2 separate regions of the Salmo salar genome follow, and region 1 is linked to region 2. The links are chromatin contacts, called in public Hi-C maps. All regions are on one chromosome and are shown on one strand. Each heading gives the region's core, a stretch centred on a gene start, on an enhancer-like site or on the middle of the called end of the contact. The rest is flanking DNA. Distances are from core to core; before and after follow the strand shown.

What was found. A called contact is a pair of places that touch in the nucleus more often than the background predicts.
Region 1: a contact with region 2 is called in a Hi-C map of muscle, with 9 times the contacts expected there. The contact joins the promoter of LOC106586607 here to the promoter of LOC106586554 in region 2. A contact is called at or near these places in 3 of 3 Hi-C or Micro-C datasets (blood, gill and muscle).

What each region holds. Positions count from the first base shown.
Region 1 is chrssa25:31,940,214-31,945,802 of Ssal_v3.1, forward strand. It overlaps LOC106586607 (mannosidase, alpha, class 1A, member 2), which reads right to left and starts at 2,264. Exons shown (of 15, transcript XM_014174073.2): 1 at 2,056-2,264; 2 at 1,358-1,417; 3 at 279-748. The coding sequence starts at 592.
Region 2 is chrssa25:31,741,125-31,746,400 of Ssal_v3.1, forward strand. It overlaps LOC106586554 (WD repeat-containing protein 3), which reads right to left and starts at 1,407. Exons shown (of 20, transcript XM_045707433.1): 1 at 1,136-1,407; 2 at 1-26. LOC106586605 (ganglioside-induced differentiation-associated protein 2) reads left to right here and starts at 1,192. Exons shown (of 13, transcript XM_014174068.2): 1 at 1,192-1,448.

The DNA of each region.
Region 1 (5,589 bases), core at 1,014-3,513, 200 kb after region 2:
TCTGCTCCTCTTTTTTCAAAGCCGTCATAGGGCGGCGCACAATTGGCCCAGCGTCATCCGGGTTTGGCCATCATCGAAAATAAGATTTTGTTCTTAACTGATATGCCTAGTTAAATAAAGGTTAGATTTAAAAAATGTTTTTAAATAAAAGCAGTGTCTAATAATTGTAGCCTAGTTGGAGTTGCTTTAGAGATTGCACTTTTGTAGTGCATTTTAATTCACACTGACATGTGTAAAGTTTAGGGAGCAACAGGTGCGCAGTCCTCAGCATCTCTTACCTGTGTCTGTGTTCATCATGGTCCCCCTGTCCATGTATGACCACCTGTCCACCAGGATGCTTAGCTCCTTTGGGCGCCTCGATGTGCGGAATCAGCACGTCTTCCAAGCCCAGGTCGAAGCGCTTGTGTTTTGAGTTGTCCGGGAGGAAGAAGAAAGCTCCAAAGCATAAAGTGATGAAGGCACTGAGGATGAGGAGAAGGATAAACTTCTCTGAGAGCCTCAGAGTGGCTCTGTGGTGTGGGAAAGAGGCGGCGCCGGGTGACAGGGTGGGTATCCTGCGGCCCGACAGTGGCAGTAGAGCTGGTGTGGTCATGTTGGACTGTGGAATTTAACTCAGGGTGGACAAATGTCACGGCTGTATTATCTGCTGCTGTATTATCTCATTGTGGCGGCGAGTACGTGTCCAGAAATCAAGTGTCGTGGTCCCTCAGTGAAGTGACTGGTCACCAGTAAATGTATGGGTTTGATTCTGAAATTGAAGGAGAGAGTAATGAGGAAATAGCAGGTAGCTACATTACTCCGATATTATCGTATGGTTGATTAGCCTGAAAACTGCCTGTCTTACAGTCAGACAAATAGCATAAAAAAAAGGTCACACAGAATACACTGGAGGCTTTTAAAAGTCATTACATTTACGAAAACATGAGCACATGCTTCTGACTAGGGTGAACTGTACTATATTTATGAAGCACACAATCTTAGTTTGTCCATAAGGATAAGTCATACAGAACGCACAGTGCATTGAAAGCACTTCCCCAGGAGTGTCGGCAAATAAATGTGTCAAACCGGTTTGAAAAGGGAAAGATATTTCTAGGTATGCAGGCTAGCAGATGTTACATAAAATAGCTACGTAGATCGCAGAAACACCTGCGTGAGCGCGTGATACCATCAAAACCACCACCCTTCAGCGATATACCTAGGGTATTAAACTCCACTTCTTCACCGTGGAGTTTAGTCAGTTATGATATAACAAATGTAGTGCGAGACGACACATTGTTTAAAAATAATGTTACTGTAATATAATTCAAAGTAGCACTTAAGAATATTTAGTTAATCAGCATGGAGAAACCAATCTTACCGTGCAAATCCTTTTGTCATTCTGATCCATGTTGTTTGGTTGTGACGCTAACGTTGTGAACTGGATAACAAAAAAACGAATCAAACCGAACGACAACTATTAATACAGTTAAGCAATTGTTTAATACCTAACTAACTAAATGTTGTAAACTAATTGAGCAGGATACATAGCTTTCAAACAGTGAGAAATTAACATCCGAGCGATTGTCGCATCATCGACAAGAATGAAGCCTTAATAGTTAAATTACCGAGAAACTCCCCCATTACCATTTCATAAACAAATGCGCAGGTAAAATGTTATGTTCCCTTTAAAATCAACCACGTCTTGCTAGCTAGTTGAATACTCCCAATATTTTCTCAGCTTCCTCACACTGCCCTACGTCTGATGTCGGCGTCTCCACAGAATACCAAGTTCATCCGCTGAATTGACAGGCTTGGCTAGCACAGCTAGATGGCTAGCTAGCTAAAGGAGAAACTGACTATCTACCATTAGCTGATTAAACACATACATGTGCACCCGCAATATTATATTGTAATATTAGCAACTTTTCTTTCGGATATGTTGAGGTTTGTAAAACGACTTGGCCAAAAGACTGCGCCTTTTTCTGTAAAGGCATCTACCTAGCTAGCTACTGTAAGCTAGCTAGCTATCAGAGGCGGTCCGTTACGATTGTTTCGCTGCTGCTGCTGCTGCATCACCTCAATAATGCCTTTGAGGAAATCGGTGACAGAAAAGCATCCTAGTCCACAGTTTCCAAATAGCCGCTTTAAGAAATGTGCTCATGTCTTCAGGTAGCTAGTTATGATTTCCTTTAGGAGTTTTGCTTTCCACTTTGCTTCTTTCGTTGTGGATAACTGGCCCTGTCTATGTTCAGGCATGTTGACACTGCTGCAAAGAACGAAGGCTCCTCCCCTCAATCTCAGCCTGGTAAATTTAGGGAGCGTCTATCAATTTCGAAAGGCTATTTGCAACGTGCTTATCTGTGTAAATTAGCAGTGTTCTGGCATATCTGATATTTTTACACTAATAGGTGTTTTGATAATCAGATCAGATGTCATTGGTCAAAAAGAATGCATTTCACAGGGATGCTGGCCAAGGCTGACTTCAATGCTTCACACAGTTGTGTCAAATTGGCCGGATGTCCTTTGGATGGTGGAACAGTATTGAGACACACGGAAACTGTTGAGCGTGAAAAAAACAGCAGCGTTGCAGTTCTTGACACATACCTGGAACTTACATATTTTGTCTTGACCATTCACCCTCTGAATGGCACAAACACACAATCTATTTTTTATTTTATTTTTATTTCACCTTTATTTAACCAGGTAGGCTAGTTGAGAACAAGTTCTCATTTACAACTGCGACCTGGCCAAGATAAAGCAAAGCAGTGCGACACAAACAACAACACAGAGTTACACATGGAATAAACAAGCGTACAGTCAATAACACAATATAAAAAAAAAGTCTATATACAGTGTGCAAATGGTGTGAAGAGGTAAGGCAATAAATAGGCCATAGTAGCGAAGTAATTACAATTTAGCAAATTAACACTGGAGTGATAGATGTGCAGATGATGATGTGCAAGTAGAAATACTGGTGTGCAAAAGAGCAGAAAAGTAAGTAAAAACAATATGGGGATGAGGTAGGTAGATTGGATGGGCTATTTACAGATGGGCTATGAACAGCTGCAGCGATCGGTTAGCTGCTCAGATAGCTGATGTTTAAAGTTAGTGAGGGAAATATAAGGCTTCAGCGATTTTTGCAATTCGTTCCAGTCATTGGCAGCAGAGAACTGGAAGGAAAGGAGATATACCTGCTGGAGCGTGTGCTACGGGTGGGTGCTGTTATCGTGACCAGTGAGCTGAGATAAGGCGGAGCTTTACCTAGCAAAGACTTATAGATGACCTGGAGCCAGTGGGTCTGGCGACGAATATGTAGCGAGGGCCAGCCAACTAGAGCATACAGGTCGCAGTGGTGGGTGGCTTTGGTGCCAAAACGGATGGCACTGTGATAGACTGCATCCAGTATGCTGAGTAGAGTGTTTGAGGCTATTTTGTAAATGACATCACCAAAGTCGAGGATCGGTAGGATAGTCAGTTTTACGAGGGTATGTTTGGCGGCGTGAGTGAAGGAGGCTTTGTTGCAAAATAGGAAGCCGATTCTAGATTTAATTTTGGATTGGAGATGTTTAATAAGAGTCTGGAAGGAGAGTTTACAGTCTAGCCAGACACCTAGGTATTTATAGTTGTCCACATATTCTAAGTCAGAACCGTCCAGAGTAGTGATGCTAGTCGAGCGGTCGGGTGCTGGCAGCGAATGGTTGAAAAGCATGCATTTAGTTTTACTAGCGTTTAAGAGCAGTTGGAGGCCACAGAAGGAGTGTTGTATGGCATTGAAGCTCGTTTGGAGGTTTGTTAACACAGTGTCCAAAGAAGGGCCAGAAGTATACAGAATGGTGTCGTCTGCGTAGAGGTGGATCAGGGAATATCGCGCAGCAAGAGCGACATCGTTGATATATATGCAGAGAAAAGAGTCGGCCCGAGAATTGAACCCTGTGGTACCCCCATAGAGACTGCCAGAGGTCTGGACAACAGGACCTCCGATTTCACACTGAACTCTATCTGAGAAGTAGTTGGTGAACCAGGCGAGGCAGTCATTTGAGAAACCAAGGCTGTTGAGACTGCCGATAAGAATACGGTGATTGACAGAGTCGAACGCCTTGGCCAGGTTGATGAAGACGGCTGCACAGTACTGTATTTTATCGATGGCGGTTATGATATCGTTTAGTACCTTGAGCGTGGCTGAGGTGCACCCGTGACCAGCTCGGAAACCGGATTGCATAGCGGAGAAGGTACGGTGGGATTCGAAATGGTCAGTGATCTGTTTGTTAACTTGGCTTTCGAAGACTTTAGAAAGGCAGGGCAGGATGGATATAGGTATATAACAGTTTGGGTCTAGAGTGTCACCCCCTTTGAAGAGGGGGATGACCGCGGCAGCTTTCCAATCTTTAGGGATCTCGAATGATACAAAAGAGAGGTTGAACAGACTGGTAAATAGGGGTTTCAACAATGGCGGCAGATCATTTTAGAAAGAGAGGGTCCAGATAGTCTAGCCAGACTGATTTGTACGGGTCCAGGTTTTGCAGCTCTTTCAGAACATCTGCTATCTGGATTTGGGTGAAGGAGAAGCTGGGGAGGCTTGGGCAAGTTGCTGCGGGGGGTGCGGAGCTGTTGGCCGTGGTTGGGGTAGCCAGGAGGAAAGCATGGCCAGCCGTAGAGAAATGCTTATTGAAATTATCGATTATCGTGGATTTATCAGTGGTGACAGTGTTACCTAGCCTCAGTGCAGTGGGCAGCAGGGAGGAGGTGCTCTTATTCTCCATGGACTTTACAGTGTCCCAAAACTTTTTGGAGTTAGAGCTACAGGATGCAAATTTCTGTTTGAAAAAGCTAGCTTTTGCTTTCCTGACTGACTGCGTGTATTGGTTCCTGACTTCCCTGAAAAGTTGCATATCGCGGGGACTATTCGATGCTAGTGCAGTCCGCCACAGGACGTTTTTGTGCTGGTTGAGGGCAGTCAGGTCTGGAGTGAACCAAGGGCTATATCTGTTCTAAGTTCTACATTTTTTGAAAGGGGCATGCTTATTTAAGATGGTGAGGAAATTATTTTTAAAGAACGACCAGGCATCCCCGACTGACGGGAGGTCAATATCCTTCCAGGATACCCGAGCCAGGTCGATTAGAAAGGCCTGCTCGCAGAATTGTTTTAGGGAGCGTTTGACAGTGATGAGGGCTGGTCGTTTGATCACGGACCCATTGCGGATGCAGGTCAATGAGGCAGTGATCGCTGAGATCCTGAATGAAAACCGTAGAGGTGTATTTGGAGGGCAAGTTGGTCAGGATAATATCTATGAGGGTGCCCATGTTTACGGATTTAGGGTTGTACCTGGTGGGTTCCTTGATAATTTGTGTGAGATTGAGGGCATCTAGCTTAGATTGTAGGACTGCCGGGGTGTTAATCATATCCCAGTTTAGGTCACCTAACAGAACGAACTCTGAAGATAGATGGGGGGCAATCAATTCACATATGGTGTCCAGTGCACAGCTGGGAGCTGAGGGGGGTCTATAACAGGCGACAACAGTGAGAGACTTCTTTCTGGAGAGATTCATTTTTAAAATTAGAAGCTCGAACTGATTGGGCATAGACCTGGAAAGTATGACAGAACTTTGCAG
Region 2 (5,276 bases), core at 157-2,656:
AACACCTCCAGCACCGTGTCAGAGCCCTGACGAAAGAGAGGGATGGGGAAAAGTAGGAAAGATCAGAGAGAGGAAGAATACACATCATGCTAGCGATCCGAGAAATGCATGACAATAAACCAAACACCGACCTCTATTGGACACTGTACTTACAAAGATTTTGTAAATATAATTTCACCTAATTGGTAGTTTAGCAGGTAGAATAGGGAACAATGAAACATTCAGGGACGTGAGGGTAATGTGGTCGAATACTGTTGAAGGCACTCTATTTAAAATAAATGTATGTGAAACCACACTTTCTGCATTGTTGTTCAAATAAATCGTTTTATTTAGTATAGTATCGCTTATGTCTTAAGCATCCGAAATAATGCCATAGATTGGGTTTTAGAAAAATAGTCCTCCTGAAAGCAAAACATGGAAGCATTATGTAAACCTGCTGGTGTTCCAACTGGCCCTACTAAAGTCAACGATTTACCGCTGAGCCACGGAGTTTTGATGAAAACAGTACAGAGAAAAAAATGTATATTTCATAATCATACACTGCTGTTTATTGTTGACCAGCAGATGTCCCTAATGTGCACCGTGAACCGATAATGAAGCTCCAAGTAATTAACCGTTTTTTAGCACAATTTTGTGAAAGCTCCGAAGCCTTCAGAAAGCTTAACCCTAACCTTAAATTAAGACCAAAAAACGTATTTGTGTTTTCATGAATTTTTACGATATATCCATATATATTTTGGGGGGCTATGGTAACTAGTGGAAACCCGTTCTGTCTTCTGGGCACACGAGGAAGACCCTACTAATCAAACACACATTGTAGTCGAACACATAGACTGATTTAAAAAATAAAAAAAATACAGAAACACATAGACACAGAGAGGCAGAAAATACGTATATTTTAAATATTTTGTTATGATTATTGTACTTATAATCTTGTTCAATAGCAATTGAACTATCGATCAGTCACATTAAGTAGTGTTTGTATTTATTACATTAGTCTGTTTTATGGGGTTGCTTCTTGTGTTGTTGTTTATTTTATAAAAAAATATCTCTGCTCTATGCCATATATTTGACCATATATCTAAATGCATACATTTACCTACAATATAGAAAATGCTCTCGAGGATTTACTTACCGGTAGCTGCAATTCTAATAGGTCCTCTGAGTGCTGTACTATGCGTTTTACACAAATGTTGGGATTTATTGTACGTCCCTGGGCATTATTCCGGAAGGGATTGTTATGCGTGTTTGGGTTCTTCCTAGTGAATCAGCTGATCAGGAACTCACCAAACTATAGTAAACGTGACTGCGCGATGGGAATTGGCTTGATCAAATCAAGTTTTGCCATGTTTGTGATCATAACAAAATCATGAAGACTCCCTGCATTCGATGCTTTTTGTAATTCAGTCCTGCTCGGAGAAAACATATTCGTGGACGAAGGAAAACGGGTAGGTGTAAATGTTTCTTCTGATTACCTAACGTTAGCTAGATAAATATTGAATTTCCTTCCCCTTTTCGACATGCTACTATTTGCTGTCGTGCTAGCAGGTTATTTGCGAATCAAAGTAAAACGAAAGCAAATGCTGCACTGGTAATATATGTGATGGTCTGCTGAACTCGAGCTCCATGGTTGGTGATGACGACACATTTTATGTTCTCATTTGATGTTTTCCCTATAAATGGGGCCAATTTAATCGTTCAAATGGTAATAACATATGAGTAATGGCACAAGCAAAAACACGAGGAAATGTTTGACCATGCTTCAGTAAACACAAATATAGACTTTTTTCAAGTTATGAAAATGAACTAGTATATCTTTATCTTCATTCTGCATTTCATCGAGTCCTTATGGTCAATTCAAATTCCCTGTCTGTTTAGGTGTACTGACGTAACAGTAATGAGTCAGACCTTGCTTGCCATACTCACCCAGTTTGCTCTAACTGCCACCTAACCTACCAAAAATGCAATCAGAATATTCCAAACATAATAAAATGTCTACTGACAAATGTGTCATATGCTATTTAGGTGATAGGCTTTATTTGTCAGGTTGTAGACTAGAGGTTACAGAAGTCCTTAAAACTGGTTAATTTATTACTGTCTAGAACTACACTGAAGAAAAATGTAACCGCAACACGTAAAGTGTTGGTTCCATGAGCTGAAATAAAAGATCCAGCAACTTCACACAGCCATTAAAGAGGAGTGGGACAACATTCCACAGGCCACAATCAACAGCCTGATAAACACTATGCGAAGGAGATGTCGCGCTGCATGAGGCAAATGGTGGTCACGTCAGATACTGACTGGTTTTCTGATAGACGGCTAGGGTTGCAAAGGGTCAGAAACTTTCCATTAAATTAAGTTAAGCCCTGGAATTTGGGGAATTTTGCTTAAATTCATCAAAAAACCTTAGCATGTAACAGTTAACCTTTTTTTGTCGGATACACATAAGGCATTTCTAGGTCTTGTGGCATATTTTGGTTAAACTATCCCCAATTCAATGGAATTGCAACCCTCTGCATGCACAGTGCATTCTTCCATCACATGTGCAGTGCATTCTTCCATCACATGTACAGCTGATTCTGAAGATCATGCACTCTAATGAGATGCTTTTGAGCCCACACTACTACACTGTCTGAGCCAAGGACTACATGCTTTCTGTTAAGTTTTGATTACAATACTGGGTGGGGTGAATATATTTTATATGACATACATGATTTTTTTTGTTAACTAGTAAATAGTAGCCTACAGCAAAGTGTGTTTTTAAATCATTTCTAACTTGTTAACAATTTCTGCTAGTTAGTTTTTGCTACCATGTGGGTTTTAGCTTGCTTGAGCCTGCTAATTGAGGAGTGTTAATTCACCTGTTGCCATACATGTTTCATTTTGAAACATTCATCATACAAAGGAGTTGTTTAATCTAACTGCCTAACTATTTATCTGTACATGGAGTTGTATTTTTTTATTTTTACTCGTTTTTTCTAATCTTTACAGGAAAATACCACGGGTACTATCTGATGTGTGGAGACATTTCACTGCAGCTAATGTAGAAGGAAAAGCTGTGTACATTTGCAAATACTGTGCCATATATATATATATATATATATATTTATTTATTTATTTATTTTACCTTTATTTAACTAGGCAAGTCAGTTAAGAACAAATTCTTATTTTCAATGACGGCCTAGGAACAGTGGGTTAACTGCCTTTTTCAGGGGCAGAATGACAGATTTTTACCTTGTCAGCTCAGGGATTCGATCTTGCAACCTTTCGTTTACTAGTCCAACGGTCTAACCACTAGGCTACCTGCCGCCCCGGCAGAGATACAGAATCATCTGGCCAAGTGCATAAAGTTCCCTCGGCGCTCACAACAAGCAACCTCTGGCAAAAGTCCCTCTACTTCTATTCGAGGTGAAAATGATGTATCAGACACCTTATCAATAGCAACTGCTCATGGTCCTCCTGGAATTAGAAGTTTTTTTGACTCCATGGAGGAACGTAGTCAGAGAAATGCTGATGAATGTCTTGCTCGAGTTGTGCATGCAACTGGTTCATCTCTGATGCTCACAGGCAATGTGCATTGGAAGAGATTTCTAAATGTTCTTCACCCAGCCTACACCCTTCCAACCAGACATGCTTTATCTACTAATTTGTTGGATGCAGAGTTCAACAGAGTTCAATTGAAGGTCAAGCAAATCATAGAGAAAGCAGACTGTATTGTAATCCTCTCTTATGCGTGGTCGAATGTTTGTGGGCAAGAAATAATTAACTACATCATCTCCACCCCTCAACCAGTATTCTACAAGAGCACAGACAAGGGACAACAGACACACCGGTCTCTACATTTCAGGTGAGCTGAAGGCAGTCATCAATGACCTTGGACCACAGGAGGTATTTGCACTGGTGGTGACAGACAATGATGCGAACACGAAGTCTGCTTGGTCTAAAGTGGAGGAGTCCTACCCTCACATCACATCCATTTGCTGTGCTACTCATGCATTGAATCTGCTCCTCAAGGACATTGTGGCACTGAACAATGGATACACTCTACAAAAGAGCCAAGGAAATGGCTAGGTATGTGAAGGGTCATCAAGTTACAACAGCAATCTACGTCACCAAGCAAAGTGAGAAGAATCAGAGCACCACATTGAAGCTGCCCAGCAACACCCATTGGGGTGGTGTTGTCATCATGTTTGACAGTCTCCTGGAGGGAAAGGAGTCTCTCCAAGAAATGGCTGTATCACAGTCTGCCGATATGGACAGCCCCATCAAGAGGATCCTCCTGGATGATGTATTTTGGGAGAAAGTGGTAAGCAGCCTGAAACTCCTGAAACCTATAGCAGTAGCCATTGCACTGATTGATGGAGACAATGCCATCCTGTCTGATGTTCAGACTCTGCTTGCAGATGTAAGAGAAGAAATCTGTACTGCCCTGCCCACTTCACTGTTGCTCCAAGCAGTTCTGAAATGCATCAAAAAGCGTGAAGACTTCTGCCTGAAGCCCATACATGCCGCAGCTTACATGTTGGACCCCAAGTATGCTGGCAAGAGCATCCTGTCTGGTGCAGAGATCAACAAGGCCTATGGTGTCATCACTACCGTGTCTCGCCACCTTGGCCTGGATGAGGGCGAGGTTCTTGGCAGTCTGGCGAAGTACACTTCCAAGCAAGGGCTTTGGGATGGAGATACAGTATGACAGTCGTGCCAACATATCTCATCAGCCACCTGGTGGAAGGGACTTTGTGGATCTGAGGATCTTTCCCCTGTTGCCTACATCATCCTCCAAATCCCACCATCAGCCACCTCAGAGCGCAGCTGGTCCTTGTTTGGGAACACACACACCAAAGCTCACAACAGGCTGACCAATACAAGGGTTGAAAAATTGGTGGCCATCCGGGCAAATTTGAGGATTTTTGAACCTGACAACGAGCCATCCTCAACAAGGTTGGAAAGTGACAGTGAAGATGAGGCCTCAGTCTGATGTTCAAGAGGTGGACATTGAAGAGGTCCAGGGAGAAGACATGGAAGCCTGAGAGGAAGACAACCAAAGCTTTAGTTTCTAGACTATAATTTTACAGATGTATGTTGAAAACGTTTTTGGGAGATGCGATGGATCATTGGGGATCATTCAATATTCCCTTTCTTTTGTTCAGTGAAGAGTCAACTCATTTAATAAAATTTCAATTCAAAACTGAATTGTTTTATTTATTGATTTTGGAAGGATTTAATCATTTGCAATTACGTCTACTTATAAGGTATGTTTATGTTTCTGTCTCCAT